2 separate regions of the Danio rerio genome follow, and region 1 is linked to region 2. Evidence: chromatin contacts called from public HiCAR-type data. All regions are on one chromosome and are shown on one strand. Each heading gives the region's core, a stretch centred on a gene start, on an enhancer-like site or on the middle of the called end of the contact. The rest is flanking DNA. Distances are from core to core; before and after follow the strand shown. Region 1 has its middle 26 kb from the start of trim46b. Region 2 holds the start of efna1a (ephrin-A1a).

Region 1 (4,515 bases), core at 1,440-3,939, 93 kb after region 2:
ACATGGCTGTCCGGCACACGAGAGGATCCATATGGAGACAGGAGAGTATTAGTGTAGCGTTCGTGTATACAGAGTGGGGGGGTAGGGAGTCGGGTGAAGGCTTTACCTCTCAAATCCTCTTAGCAATGAAACGGGTTGATTTTGATCACCCTGCTTCCCGTTTCGTGTGGGATGAGGATCTGTCTGAAGTTAATAGCAATGCATTTTTTTAATGCGTTGTTTCCTGTTTGATGATTGCGGGAGGGTTTAAAATTTGAGATTTACTGCTTAAAAAGTATTTCAGGAAGGGTTTTCCATTGGGAGGTTATATGAGAGATAGTCTACTGTATGTTTAAGTTTTCATAATTTTAATTGGTTTATTTTTGATCCATTTCTGTATAGAGAACAATATTAATTTAACAAAAATAAAATAAATTTATTCATTCATTAATTTTCGTTGGGCTTGGTCCAACGCAATCTCATGGCAATTCGTAACTTTTTGATTTGGTGGCTAATTCGTATGAATTCGTACAATTTATTTTGTACAATGTAGAACGATTTGCTCATTACCCAATGATGGTTGGGGTTAGGGGTGGGCTTGGGTGCCACGCCTCCTTTTTAATATCGTACATTTTTGTACGACTGAACTCATACAAATTCGTACGAATTTGCCACTAATCCTGCAAAACGTAAAATACTTATGTTTCCTTGTGAGATTAGGCTGGCTTGGTCCCAGTGATAAGCACAGTTACTCAGCAAAATTAACGTTAAAGTGAGCGGCGTTCGTCTGACCAGTCCATTTGCGTTAGCACCCTCCCAATGAAGATTGGACGAAATAGCCAACCATCCAGCCCGAAATATACAACTATACTATACATTTATGCAACTAAATATACATCTCATTGAAACTTTAAGTGTTTTTACAAGAAAGAAGTTCTACATGTCTTTGGAGGCCAACACTTTTTCTGTGTGGTCATGTGCAAGTAATAATGTTCCATGATAACCAAAACTTTGCAGTGCTAAAAACTGAGGTTCTGCCTAGCCAAAGACAAGGAAAGAAGACGTATCTATACAAGGCCTGGGTAATTATCAACAAGCAAAACAACTACATTCTGACAGCGAACTGCACCTGTACGACAGGGTATGTGAACGACATGTTTACATTTCTTAGGATTCAGTGTCTGCAGTTTAATTCACCATATTTAACTGTTTTTGCCGAAATCATTGCTGTAATCAAAAACGAGTAATGAATAAGATTCAGCATAGTGTGAACTTACCTGATATGAAATGAGAACTGCAAAGTCGAGCATTTTTAGCACCCGGGCTTATTGTGGAAATGTAGCCCCGCGGACGTTTCTGCAGACTGTGAGATATGTCCCGGGAGGTACATATTCGAGCGTTTTTTGTTTTCGCGGATCTGCGAGAGGCCGCTGTGCGCGCTTTTTCGCGTCTCGGCCGCCTCTCGGGAGCGCGCGGTGTTCGCGTCCGCGCTGTTCTCGCGCGAAAAGCCGCTGGATCGGCCGACCCGGCCGCCCTCCTCTTCCTCCTCTTTTTCCTCCTTCCCTAAACCCGAGCGACGGTTTGCAAAAGCCGTCCAGAAAAAAAACTAAAAAGCAAAAGCCCTTGTCTTCGATTAAGACCGTGTTTTCGGATCCCGCCGCGTTCTCGCCCTTATTTTTCGGATTCTATTTTTCGTCTTACCTGATTTCTGGAACCGCTGTTCCCTGGACTCGATCCCGGTCGTCGTTCCCGTGGCCGGCTCCTCCTCCTCCGCTCCTTCGACGCAACGCTGTGAGCTAAGCGGACAAACTGGTTGCATCGGGAAAGCCCTCCACTCGGAGGCGAGCCGTCAGCTCCAACTCATCCATAATGAGTGTATGGATGTTTCCCAGTACTGGGTTGCAGCTGGAAGGGTATCTGCTGTGTAAAAAATATGCTGGATAAGTTGGCGGTTCATTCCGTTGTGGCTACCCCAGATGAATAAAAGGACTAAGCTGAAGGACAATGAATGAATTAATATTAATTTAGAAAACTTTACTGGCCATTAACAGTTTAGGCAAACATTACAATTTCTCACCCTCCTGTTATTTCAAACCTTTGAGACGAACCTTTGGGTGAATTGGGTGAACTACATTGGCTATAGTGTGTTCAGGGGTTTTGCAGTACTGAGTTGAGGCTGGTAGGGCACCCGCTGCGTAAAACAAATGCCGGAATAGTCGGTGGTTCATTCCGCTGTGGCAACCTCTGAATAACCAAAAACTGAACCAAAGGAAAAAAAATGAATGAATGATTTTAGGCACTCAAACCAAGAGCATTTTAGTTGACATGCTACAATAGTTTGAAATCAGTTTTGATGCGAATGTCTAAAGAAAACAATATTTAACATCTCTTGATTAAAACCCTATTTGTGTAATAGGGTTTTAGCCAATGTATACACATCTGTACATCACTATCCTTTTTATCTTTCGTTTTTTTTTTTTTTTAGAAACAAACAGTTCAACCGCTCTTTGATAGCATTTTTAGATCCATCCACACACTCCATGAAACTCAATCCTACAATTAGTCAATACACACTGCGGCGAGTGAAATCAAAATATGAGCCTGCCGTGGTCTTTACCCTACAATAACGGAGTATAACCACCGTCTAGCCCTCCCTTCTAGTCTAGTCAGCTAGAGGAGGGCGCAGATGGCAGCAACCAGGATATAGACCTTCAACAGCTGGTACGGGTCTAAGCTCATAACGAAACGGATCAACGGGTACGACCAGCCACCGCGACTACGGACACTTTACAAATATTCTAGTCTGTGGTGCTTTGGGGAAATGGCTGGTCTTATTAAATGAAAATCACTGAAGGTTAAGCAGCTGCAAAGCTTCTGAGGTATTTAAAAATCCCCCCCCCCCCTGACTGCGCATAAGACTTCCTGGTGCGGATTAGAGGCTGCAGCTACATGTGGTGTTGTGGCTACATACCTTCAGTCAGTCAAAACCCAATCTGGTGCTGAGTTTTCCCTCTCTTCCCAGCCTGAAGAAAAGTGGATGATGGAGAGTGGGAGGAAAGAGAAAGAAAGAGATCAACATGAAGATAGCAAAGAGAGAACTTTTGGAGAATGATGGGACAGATCAGCAGTTTAGATGAAAGCAGAGATGAAAGAAGGAGGAAATCAAGTTAGAAGACGCACAATCTTTAAGACGTATCACCCTGAGCTCTTATTGAGCATCACACACACAAAGGCAGCGATTTTACTGTAGGCAGAAAAGGTGTGAGTGTATGCTTGTGTTACTTACATTGTGGGGACCAAATTTCGGATCTTCTGAGGACATTTTTTCAACCCCCACAAAAAAAATGTACACAGAATAAAGTGTTTTAAATGTTTAAATAGACATTATCTTCTTTGAGGGATAGATTTAGGAGTAGGTAGATAGAATATACAGTTTCTATACAAATCATTATCATTACGTCTATAAAGATAGCTGTACAAGTATGTGTGTGAATGCTAAAGAGAGAGAGGTGACATTCTTTTCCATTTCTGTCACCAGAAACGTGAGCCAAAAGAGAAATCTGTGCTTTTAAAACTGAAATATTACTGCGACGTTACATTCCACCGGAGGAACACATTGGCTAACCCCTCCTTTGGCTCATAGTCTCTCAAAGGGTCTGTCTAAGCTGAAACATACCTAACCACTCCACTTTCTGGTTTCTAACCAATATGGCAGCAATTAAAGACATATGTGGATTTTCATATATGAAGCTCTCCGAAGCAGCATTTACCAATGTGCATATCTGCATTGCATCAAAACTCACATGGGCCTGTTTGGCTCATTTGAATTCTGACTAATATGATATTGAAAGTAAAATTGGGTCAGATAGCATGCATGTGAAATGAAAAGCGGTGATTTAGAAGCCTCATTAGTGCTCTGTCTAAAAGTGCTCAACTGTTTCGACCCAAATTTGGATAAATACGATTGGGTTAAAAGCTGACTTCAAAAATTTAAATCAACCACTGGGTTTGTCTATATTTTACTCGAGTTTGTGCTAAAATGACCTAGCGTGTTCTTAGGTTTGGAACCACTTAAGGGTGTGTAAACTGACGTCTGCTATACTAAATAAAGAGTGGGTTATATTAGCCCAACATAGGGTCAAATATTGACAAACTTAAAATCTGGGTTAAAAAATAGATATTTTTAATCGTATTGAAAAAACGCCTCACAGCAAGAAGGTTGCTGGTTCGAGTCCCGGCTGGTTGCCATTTCTGTGTGGAGTTTGCATGTTCTCCCTGTGTTCGCGTGGGTTTCCTCCGGGTGCTCTGGTTTTCCCCCACAGTCCAGATACATGTGGTATGGGTGAATTGGGTAGGCTAAATTGTCCGTTATGTATGTGTGTAAACGGGAGTGTATGGGTGTTTCCCAGTGATGGGTTGCAGCTGAAAGGGTATCCGCTCCATATAACATGATTGATAAGTTGGCGGTTCATTCTGCTGTGGCGACCCCAGATTAGTAAAGGGACTAAGCCAAAATGAATGAATGAATGAATGAAC
Region 2 (4,390 bases), core at 551-3,050:
AATCTCAGTAGATCAGCAGTTTCTGAAATACTCAGACCAGCCCGTCTATTAACCATGCCACATTCAAAGTCACTTAATTCACCTTTCTTTCCCATTCGGATGCTCAGTTTGAACTGCAGCAGATCGTCTTGACCATGTCTACATAAACAAATGCATTGAGTTGCTGCCATGTGATTGGGTGATTATATATTTGCACTAACGAGCAGTTGTACCTGTTAAAGTGGCCGGTGAGTGTGTGTGGGTTGAGTATATCCATCTAAATTGCTTATTAAGTAATTTAAATATTTCACTCAATACTATTTAAAATTCGTGTGAATCTAAATGCATAGAAAAAATAAATTCAATTCTTTTCATTCTTTAAATTTGATCCAAATAAGACATTATAGCATATGTATATGAATATTTTTTTGAGTAATGACATCATATTTCTTACTCAATCTATTGTTTTTCACATGCTTAAGCATGTTCAATCATCTTTAAAAATGTAACCTTTTTAGGTGGAAAATATAATTATTCTGCAAAATATATTTACTCTGCTTCTTTGGATTGATTAATCCAGACCTGTTGAATTTATTTACAGTATTTGAGGCAAGTAAATTATAAGTAACTGTAATTAACTTGCAAAAAAATAAATAAGTGATATCTTTTTTTGATAAAAAGTAATCTAATTACAGTAGTTAATACTTAAAGCCAACACTGCGCATATCAGGCTCACTATTAAAAGGGGAGATAAAGGAGATTTGAGCCCCATGATTTGCTCCGTGAGTGGGGCTTGAATTTTGCATTAGCATTCAGCAGAAGTAATGCTGTTTTGACAAGAGTGCTAAAACGCCTGCTGGCTCTTCTTGAATCTGTCAACAGTCAGTGTGTATTGTGCAATACACAAACACAACTGTTTGTGTGTGATAGTGAAACTAGACTAAAAATGTAAGGTGCACACTGGACATTTTACTAAATCAAAATGTCTTAAATATATGTGGATACCAAATGTGTGGACAGCAAACTATACACTAAAAGTGCTAGGTTGTTTTAACCCAAGTTTTAGGTATAGGCTAAAAGTATGAACGACCCCAAAAACATGTTCAGTTTAGATTTTTAAAATTATTTATTATTATTATTATTATTATTATTATTATTATTATTATTATTATTATTATTATTATTATTATTATTATTAATAATAATATTTAAAACTGTCTAAATATTCATATTTACCTAAATGAGGAGGATAGAACACCATAAAACATGACCCCTTTATTGATATGTAATGCAATGGTTTGGTTTCATGTGGGAGGTTAATCACTTGTAGCCTATTCAGTGGATTAAATATCAGTTGAATAGGACATCAAATAAAATCAGACCAAATTGGATTGACCAAAGACTAGTCTAACTTGCATTTCGAGTATGTGTGAAAGTGTTAATGGCTTGTTTTTATCCGAACTTTGTTGATTGGGAAGATGAAAGCATTTATGCCCTATGTGTTAAAAAGCCCTTACGGACTATCAACACCTATCCAGTCAGACTGAATGTCTGGGAGTGAATCGATACAAATGTTTATTTTTTTTTCCATATCATATTATGTTCCATAACTCTGTCGAATTTCTAAGAACACTTTGTCACAGTCTAATCGGAAAACATGTTTACAATCGATTCCCCAACCTCAGACTGAGCTACAGTATCTGTAGAGGGCGATCGACTGCCTCTCCTTCATAAAGAAGGAAGCCTGGGTTCTGATTGGCTGCAGGGCGTGGCTTGCGTGGAGGCGTTTCCACAAAACCAAACTGCGACGTGTAGAAAGTTTCATTCAGTACTGACTAGATAGATAATAGACGCGGATCTCTTGATTCAGTATTTGCATTACAGCTACAACCTGCATATTAACTAACTTGAAAGCAGTTTGCATCCACTGCACAGAGATTTAGAGGAAACTTTACCAGTTGCTGGTTATTTTCTTCATTTTGGATTGATTCACAGAAGGTCTATAATGGATCTGGTGTGGCTTTTATACATTGCAGCGAGTATCTGCGCTGTGTTCGCCTCAGCTGAGAGACTCACTGTTTTCTGGAATAGTACCAACTCTAAGTAAGTACTCATTTGTACCACATGTTCCTTTTGCAGTGCATTTCATATTGTAATTTTGCTTGCAATGTTATAATTACTCTGATAGGACGGCTAATCATTTTATTTTTTACTTCTATTTATATGTATATATATATATATATATATATATATATATATATATATATATATATATATATATTGCAAATTACAATGTTATTTGGTAACATATCCTATCTAATCTATGTGTGTGAGTATTAATTTGTATCGTAATATTGTTTTAATGGTCAGTGGATTTGATAGCTCCACTAGAGTTGGAGTCTCGTGTTTGTTTACACTGCAGACGCATTTTGACGTTGCAGCGTTACATCTTTACCTGTAACAGATTACATAATCCACGCACACTTATTCGCGTCATAATCTGTCTACTACCAATCACCTGAATATGTCGTGTGTGTGTGTGTGTGTTTGTGTGTGTTTTTTTTTACATTTGTGCATGTGATCCAAAAATAAGCTTCTTTCTTTGAAGATGCTTTACTGGGTGTGTGCTACGTTCTTGTACACACCTTAACAGGAATAAGTAGACCAACAAACTGACGTATGGACGTGAATACATTTAATGTAAATAACTAGTTAACATTCACAGTATACAGTATAGGTTATGCATGTGGTCAATTATTTGTTTGATTATACCCGACTGAATTGGAAATGAAGAGGAAACTCACAGGAATGTTTTGCTTTTTGACGCACAAGTCAGTGAGGTGTTGAAATAGGTGCTGAGTGACTTTTCCGATGACTGATAAACGCAAAGCAGATGACTAAATCACTGCTAAACTCAAATTGCCTATACAAGTCAGACGCGAGTGAATCAATTTAGAATTTTTATAGTGATTCGGTTGAACCGACTCAGCGAGTGTTTTGCGATGAGAACGTTGTTTCAGCGTAATAATGTATGACACGTAGTCTGTCAAAACACTATCTAATTACGTTATGCCTATTTAGCATTTAATTAACATGTAATTAAGTTTTAGTAGGCAAATTACATGCATTTATGTTTAAAATATATAGATAAGCCGAAAAGAAAATGACTGAATTTTCTCAATAGTAATTTATCCATATACAGTTGAAGTCAGAATTATTAGCCCCTCTGGACTAGTAGCCCCCCGGTTTATTTCTGTTTAACGGAGAGAAGATTTTTTTCAACACTTTTCTAAACATTATAGTTTTTATAACTCATTCTTTATAACTGGTTTATTTTATCTTTGCCATGATGACTGTAATTAATATTTTACTAGTTTTTAAGACACTTCTTTACAGCTTAAAGTGACATTTAAAGGCTTAACTAGGTTAATTAGGTTAACTAGCCAGGTTAGGGTAATTAGACAAGTTATTGTGTATCGATGGCTTGTTTTGTAGACAATCGGAAAAAATAAAGCTTAAAGGGGCTAATAATTTTGACCTTAAAATGTTTTATTATTATTATTATTATTATTATTATTATTATTATTATTATTATTATTATTATTATTATTATTAAAAGCTCATTTTATTCTTGCCAAGATAAAACAAATGAGACTTGCTGCAGAAGAAAAAACATTATCAGACATACTGTGAAAAGTCCCTTGCTCTGTTAAACATAATTTGGAAAATATTTTTAAAAAGAAAAAAATCCATTAATTCTGACTTTATCTGTATCAGTAAATGAATTGTCCCTCCAAAAATGTGTTAAATATTGAATGATTTTGGTAAAGAAGACTCTTTACCAAGAAGATGTAAATAGAGTTATTAAAGTTTCTTTCCTGATGTTAAAATTGCACTGAAAAACAATTTTTTAACACTGAAATGAAAGAGTTTCCAAAATATGTTTTACTCTAAACCTGCAAAATAAGCCAAAGCCATACATGTAAAAAAAGTTATCAATTTGATGTTGATATGGCAGTATTTATCCACATGTTAAACCAGAAACAATATATTAATTTTATCTCATGAATTTCTTCTTTAGTTTTACTGGTGACTCCATTACGTTTTATGAACTGATTCACTGAAATGAACCGATTCGTTCAGATGAATCAAGTTTCCTAAAGCTAAAGGCTGGCAAATAAATTGCAGGGTCATGCTGAATTACCGTAATGATTTTATCATCTTTAAACAGTTGGTGTTAATATTCCAATAGCCCAAAGGGAGTGAGATTGAATTAGTCATACAGAGAAACACTGATAACAGACAGAAAGCTGAAAAAATAGGACATCTGCCCCTTCGTGCAGACATATTTAAGCCATCCACTCTTCTTAGAACAAAAAGCGTTTGCTTCAGCAGATGTGATGATTACGTC

What was found. HiCAR-type assays count read pairs that join an accessible place to other places.
Region 1: a contact with region 2 is called in a HiCAR-type map of caudal fin, with 4 times the contacts expected there. The contact joins the enhancer-like site here to the promoter of efna1a in region 2. A contact is called at or near these places in 5 of 18 Hi-C or Micro-C datasets (embryo and hematopoietic stem cells) and 2 of 4 datasets of contacts at active chromatin or transcription factors (caudal fin and embryo).

What each region holds. Positions count from the first base shown.
Region 1 is chr19:9,630,577-9,635,091 of GRCz12tu, forward strand. No RefSeq gene overlaps it. Among named protein-coding and RNA genes, the nearest start is that of trim46b, 26 kb to the right of the region's middle. Within about 2 kb of position 2,690, at least 3 of the 62 cell types and tissues checked have an H3K27ac peak or open chromatin away from gene starts, as enhancers often do.
Region 2 is chr19:9,538,193-9,542,582 of GRCz12tu, forward strand. It overlaps efna1a (ephrin-A1a), which reads left to right and starts at 1,801. Exons shown (of 5, transcript NM_200597.2): 1 at 1,801-2,082. The coding sequence starts at 1,985.